Regions from separate parts of the Zea mays genome. Here region 1 is linked to region 2. Evidence: chromatin contacts called from public Hi-C data. All regions are on one chromosome and are shown on one strand. Each heading gives the region's core, a stretch centred on a gene start, on an enhancer-like site or on the middle of the called end of the contact. The rest is flanking DNA. Distances are from core to core; before and after follow the strand shown.

Evidence for each region. A called contact is a pair of places that touch in the nucleus more often than the background predicts.
Region 1: a Hi-C map of endosperm shows a contact between it and region 2, with 2.0 times the contacts expected there. The contact joins the enhancer-like site here to the promoter of LOC100384051 in region 2. A contact is called at or near these places in 5 of 25 Hi-C or Micro-C datasets (bundle sheath, ear, endosperm and 2 more).

What each region holds. Positions count from the first base shown.
Region 1 is chr1:7,905,150-7,907,849 of Zm-B73-REFERENCE-NAM-5.0, reverse strand. No RefSeq gene overlaps it. Among protein-coding and RNA genes, the nearest start is that of LOC115032970, 5.3 kb to the left of the region's middle. Within about 2 kb of position 1,374, at least 20 of the 20 cell types and tissues checked have an H3K27ac peak or open chromatin away from gene starts, as enhancers often do. A contact at or near this core is called in bundle sheath, ear, endosperm and 2 more, where this site is marked.
Region 2 is chr1:7,505,704-7,508,481 of Zm-B73-REFERENCE-NAM-5.0, reverse strand. It overlaps LOC100384051, which reads right to left and starts at 1,358. Exons shown (of 4, transcript NM_001176655.1): 1 at 641-1,358. The coding sequence starts at 1,307.

The sequences.
Region 1 (2,700 bases), core at 125-2,624, 400 kb before region 2:
TGGGAAACTATAACTAGGGCTAAACTATGGCTAGAACTACTCCTAAGGCTAATGCATAAGATAAATGAGATAAAAGTGATTTGTAGATCCATTGTTGGTTTCTTGAATCGGTCGTACCCTTTCAAATATATATAGTAGGTTCGGACCCATTACTAAGCAAAATCAAACAGTTTCTCGCGAGTTATTAGGATAACCCCACAAAAGATAAGAACTCTAGCCTAAATTAATCTATTTACGGATCGTCTCGGGTAACACGTCGGACCATCCGAGCGTGGACCGTCTAGGATAAGGCTGAACCGACCGTCTAGGTGCCAAATCTGATGATCAATATATGTTGATATCGTGAGGTACAATGTTTGAGTCTACTTTACTCTTGGGGTCATATTCACACATGCATGGACTCATATGATATCTCGTGGGTACAAATTATTTGTGTATGTCCTGGAGCGCACGTACTGCCTTGATCGCCGAAGACGAAACATCGAAAATTAAAGTTTGTCCATGTTCACGTGTTTGCATCGGCTTTTATAACCAACTACTGTGCGTGATTAGTGGCTAGTGGCTACAGTGCGCATCTAGCTAGTCCCTGGACCTGTGGACGACAAACATGGGACTACTCTACTTTCTCGGCAGCGAGGCGGCCAAGAAAGGCATCCGGCACTGTGCGTGGGCGCCTCGTTACTGCAGGATGGATGGATGGGTCTATGTACAGTGCGGCGGGGCGTGCGTCTTCAATTGGCGCCGCGCCGGCCGGAGCCGGAGCCGGAGCCGGGCGGACGGACGGACGACGAACGCGAACAAACAGCTGCCTAGTAGCGAGACAAAAAAGAGACAAGGCGACGGCAGGTGGCTGCACCGCCAGGCAGGCGAGCACACGGTGCCCGGTGCACATGCAGGCAGACGCAGGGAGAGGGTCCTCCGGTCCTCCCCTCACCTCGCGGTTGCAGGCCGGGCGCGGCCAAGTTTAATGCGAGGCCGGCCGCGGGAATCTCGTCCTGCCACGCACCGGCCGCTCTGGGCTGGGCGCCTGGGCCCGGCGAGGCGTCCTCCGCTCCGCTCCTCCCGCGCGCGGCGTTAATGCATGCGGCGTGCCTGCCCGGCCGGTCGCGCCACCGTCCCATGCCGTCGTACGCGCGCCGGTCGTCCCCCAGCCCTGTCCCTGCTGTGATTAGCCGGCGGTGCTGCGGCTTGCGTGGTCGAAGACCAACCAGACCCAACCGCCCAAGGCGAGCTGCTGCACGGCTCACGACAGTGGCCAGATCTGATGTGATTGTGATGCCTTCTTGTTTTTTTTTTTGAGCAAAGCCAACCTCCTGGACCGCGCACGGCCCAGTTTATTTCCATAGGTTAGTGTTGTTTGTTTGGGGCCTGCCCAAACTTGGCGATGAGTCTTGGGCCTATGTAGCATTGGACAGATGCAAGGCCCACGCTGAGTGTGTTGTGTTGTGTGGTTTATATTTTATTTTCTGTTTTTAAATTTTTTATTCCAAAAATAAATCGCTGCCAGTTACCTTTTGACTTGGCATTTTTTCTTAAAACCGCCAACTGTTGTCGGCGATTTTAGTTGCGCCAGCTGAATTATCAATGTCATTTTTACCCATGTTCATTAGCTTAGTTGAATTGCTGAACATGTCTTTGTGTTATAAACTTGCTTTAAGACCGTGTCCAACAGTCTATCCATAGTTTACGTAAAACACTATTTTGTACTGTTTGTACACTGTTCGCAGAGTGAAGTTTTATATGTGTATGAGTATGGATAAGCTGCTGGAGATAATTTAAAAGCTTACTCTAGTCTCCTCAACTGTCGACTTCAAACAAAATAGAATCATAAAAAGTATTAATACTTATTATACTGTACGCATCTAATCATATTTGGGAACGTTGCGCTGCGTGTGGCTTCTTATCGTGTTGGACTTGAGTGATTTCTCATGGCCTATCTGTGGTTTAAGAGCCCATTGGGCCCATTGTTTGGCGAAAAGTGGGAGAGAGAGGAATATATCTATACACTTCACACGTGATGCACGACGTACGACACATAAAACTTGTGTTTTAAAGGAGTAGAGACGTGACACACGACACATGAAATTGATGTTGTGAAAGAGTATATAATAAATTTCTAAAATATTATGAAGTCATCTAATTTTAAAACTGATCATAAAAAGTATTAATACTTATTATACTAAACGAATCTAATCATATTTCGAGAAAGATATTTGTACTATATATGTTTAGAGTCATACATGTTATTTTTATACATCTAACTAAATTTAAGATAGTTTAACTTTCACTAGATTTAAAACCGTATTCTTTTTAGTATTAATTATATAATGTTACTTAGCCTTTACAAAATTAGACGTTCAACTTATTTTGATGTCATATAGTGGTATGAAAATAAATTAATTTCTATTTTTTAAATTGAAGTGATATATTTCTAATTAACTACTTTTAGCGGAGAACTAGAAATAAAGCTATCTCCAGCAGCTTATGCATCTCCATATCTATATTCAAACTCTACTCTGCGAACACTCTTGCTGTGTTCTAAAGGACTTCCCTTCTTTGGTATCTTCTCCTCATCTGACTTCTTCGGTTCATCAATTGTCATGGCTTCCATGCCATTATCCGAAGTCATCTCCGGTGTGCCTCTGTCATAGATGCGGGTGTTGAAGTGTCCCTAGAATCTTTTCCCGAAGGCAAAGGAGT
Region 2 (2,778 bases), core at 109-2,608:
TTCATTAGGGTTCAGACACGGAGTCAGACAATTCGCACGGTGATAGCAACGTATAACAGATTATGAATGAAAAGTTGATCTCTTAGGACGAATATGAGCTGTGGTTTCTTGAATAATTCAAATCGGTGGACTTGTCCTAGCGCGCAGGATGAACCGATAGCGACTTGTCTAAACGCTCCACCACACCGTCCAAGATGGTGGTCTCACTCACCAAGTCTCTGAACAACTGGAGCATCCATGGGGCAACAAACTTGTCAAGCTCACCAAGTCGTCAATAACAGATCTTTCTTTCTTTCTTTTTTAAAAAAAAAAGAGTCTCCAGTCTCCACCCAACCCAAGGGAACCATCGTTGAGTCCAATTGTCTACACAATAGTGGTATGCCATTTGAGACCTGCATTTGATTTGGGCATTTAGCAGACCTATGTCACATAAGAGGAATCTAACAGCTCATCCATATGCTTCCCAGTCTGATATCAAGTCATCTTTCTTCTGTAACTAGAAAAAAAAATCCACCACTTCTATGTCTCGTAGTACGTCCTAAGCAGAGCTACAAGCATTATTCACTCCATCGTCCTCACAATTCACAACTAGGTATGGATTGCGGCGTAAGAAGAGGAAGAGGAAGAGGAAGACGCTTACCAGGGAGGGGGACATCCAGGATCTGCCCCTGCTGCAGGCTGGTCTTGGGGTCGGTGATCTTATTCACACTCAGCAGCGTGGTCTCGGTGACCCCGAACCTGGCGGCGATGCCGGGCGGGTCGTCCCCCTTGGCGACGCTGTAGGCGAAGTGCATGACGTCGGCGCCGTCCACCTGGTCGCAGGTGCAGGGCAGCGGGATCCTGAGCTTCTGCCCGACGACGATGAGGTTGACGTTGGTGATGTTGTTGGCGGTGGCGATCTCCTGGTAGGTGACGAAGCCGCCGAACACCTCCCGCGCGATGTGGTCCAGCCCGTCCAGCGGGTACACCACGTAGAAGGGTCCCCCGTCCGACTGCCCCACGCCGTTGCTCCCGCACCGGCACCGGAACGGCACGCGCACCGTGGCCTTGGCCGCCAGCGGCGTCGAGGCCGGCGTCGTGGCGGGGAGGCCGTTGGCGCCCAGCAGCTCCGCCAGCGTCGTGGTGGCGTTGAACCGCGCCACCAGCTCCCCGTACGTGGTCGCGTTGGGCACCGCGTACCCGATCGCCGACTGGCACGTTTTGCCCACTGTGGCGCAGGTGAAGTTGGCGGCCGAGGCCGGCGCCGCGAGCAGGAGGGCGAGCAGCAGCGCGGCCAAGGAGGCCACGCGGGCGGCGAACGGCGACATGCTAGTGCCTCTGCTCTGCCTGCGCCGCGGCGAGGGAAAAAAGAGGGCTTGGGAGGGAGGTTTGAGTGCTTGTTTGACGGGACGGGACGCGAATGGGCTTAAATGCTCGCAGTGTGGACCCCCTCCGTATGAATGAAAAATGGAGGGACTGCAAAAAAATCATTCATGTGGAGCCCCGGCAGGGAAAATGCGACGAGTTTGTGGTGGATCGAGTGGCCTAGTCGCACTAGTTCCGGGTTCTGATGGGTGTGTATCTATCGGTGATGGCCTGGCCCTGGCCTGGGGCGTCGACCGGCGACCCGGACAGGTTGGCTAGACCTTGGACGCGAGGAAAATGGCCAGAGTTTCCAACGACCCGAGGTGGACTTGTAGACATCACGCGGACGCGCACTGAGCTCAAGCGCGTTCGTTCGTGCTGTGGAAAGCTTTGCCCAGACCACACTGCCTTCAGACCAAGTTGCAAGCACATAGGGGGACAGGGGCAACACACACAACCACGGGCGCCGTTTGATTATTGCATCCACCCAGTTCCCAAGCAAAATATATATATATCCCAGCCAGAGGAAAGGAATGCGTAGCAAAGAATGAGCCAACCAATGAACGCAGGAACGGGGTTCCGTCAACTTCCTACAAAGAATGCTGTTCCCTTACAGGCAAAATCTGGAGCCTATATAGACAGAAAAATCCGTCTGTGCTGGCAGGCCTAATTCACTCAGTCCAGAGGAGAAGGGGGCATGCCCGGCGGAGCGTCCTTCGGCGGCGGCGCGGAGCTGAAGTCGATGGCCGGGAACACGCCGGGTGGCCTCTCCACGGGCTGTATGGACAGCAGCTGCGTCGAGTCTCCGACGACATCGGCCCATCCGTAATGGGGCTCCGCCCTGGTTCAAATGTTTGCAGTCCGGTGACAGTGAGATTCAGAAGCGATTTTAGCGTCGAGGAGACGTTTCAGGGAATCGATCGCCGGAACAGAAAGTCTTACTCGTAGTATGTCTCCTCGTCGACTACCAAGTCCCACCTCTCGCCGGTTGTGCTCTTTCCATACTTGTGGACTTTTCTGAAATCCAGACAGAGATATATGGTTTAGTTTTGAAGTAGCAGAATTAGCGACAGAATAGTCGACTCCAAAACGATTTACTACTAGTATCAATATGTAAGATAAAATCATTTGCATGATGATGCCGGGAAAATTCTGCACTCCGGCCATGTTTGCTTACCCTCTAGATTATATAATACAGCTTAAATAAGTTGAGAGGTAAACAAACAACACAGATTATTCGGTGGATTATGTAATCTAGATACCTTAGATTATGATAATCTATAAGCAGGTCAATCGGTGCTTATATAATCCATAAGCTGGATTATATAATCCTAGAAGGAAACAAACAGGGACTAAAATACACCGATAAGATGTTTGAAAAGTCTGCAGTCTAAATACAGCCCAGGTTCCAGTCAAATAATACGTGCTGTGCTA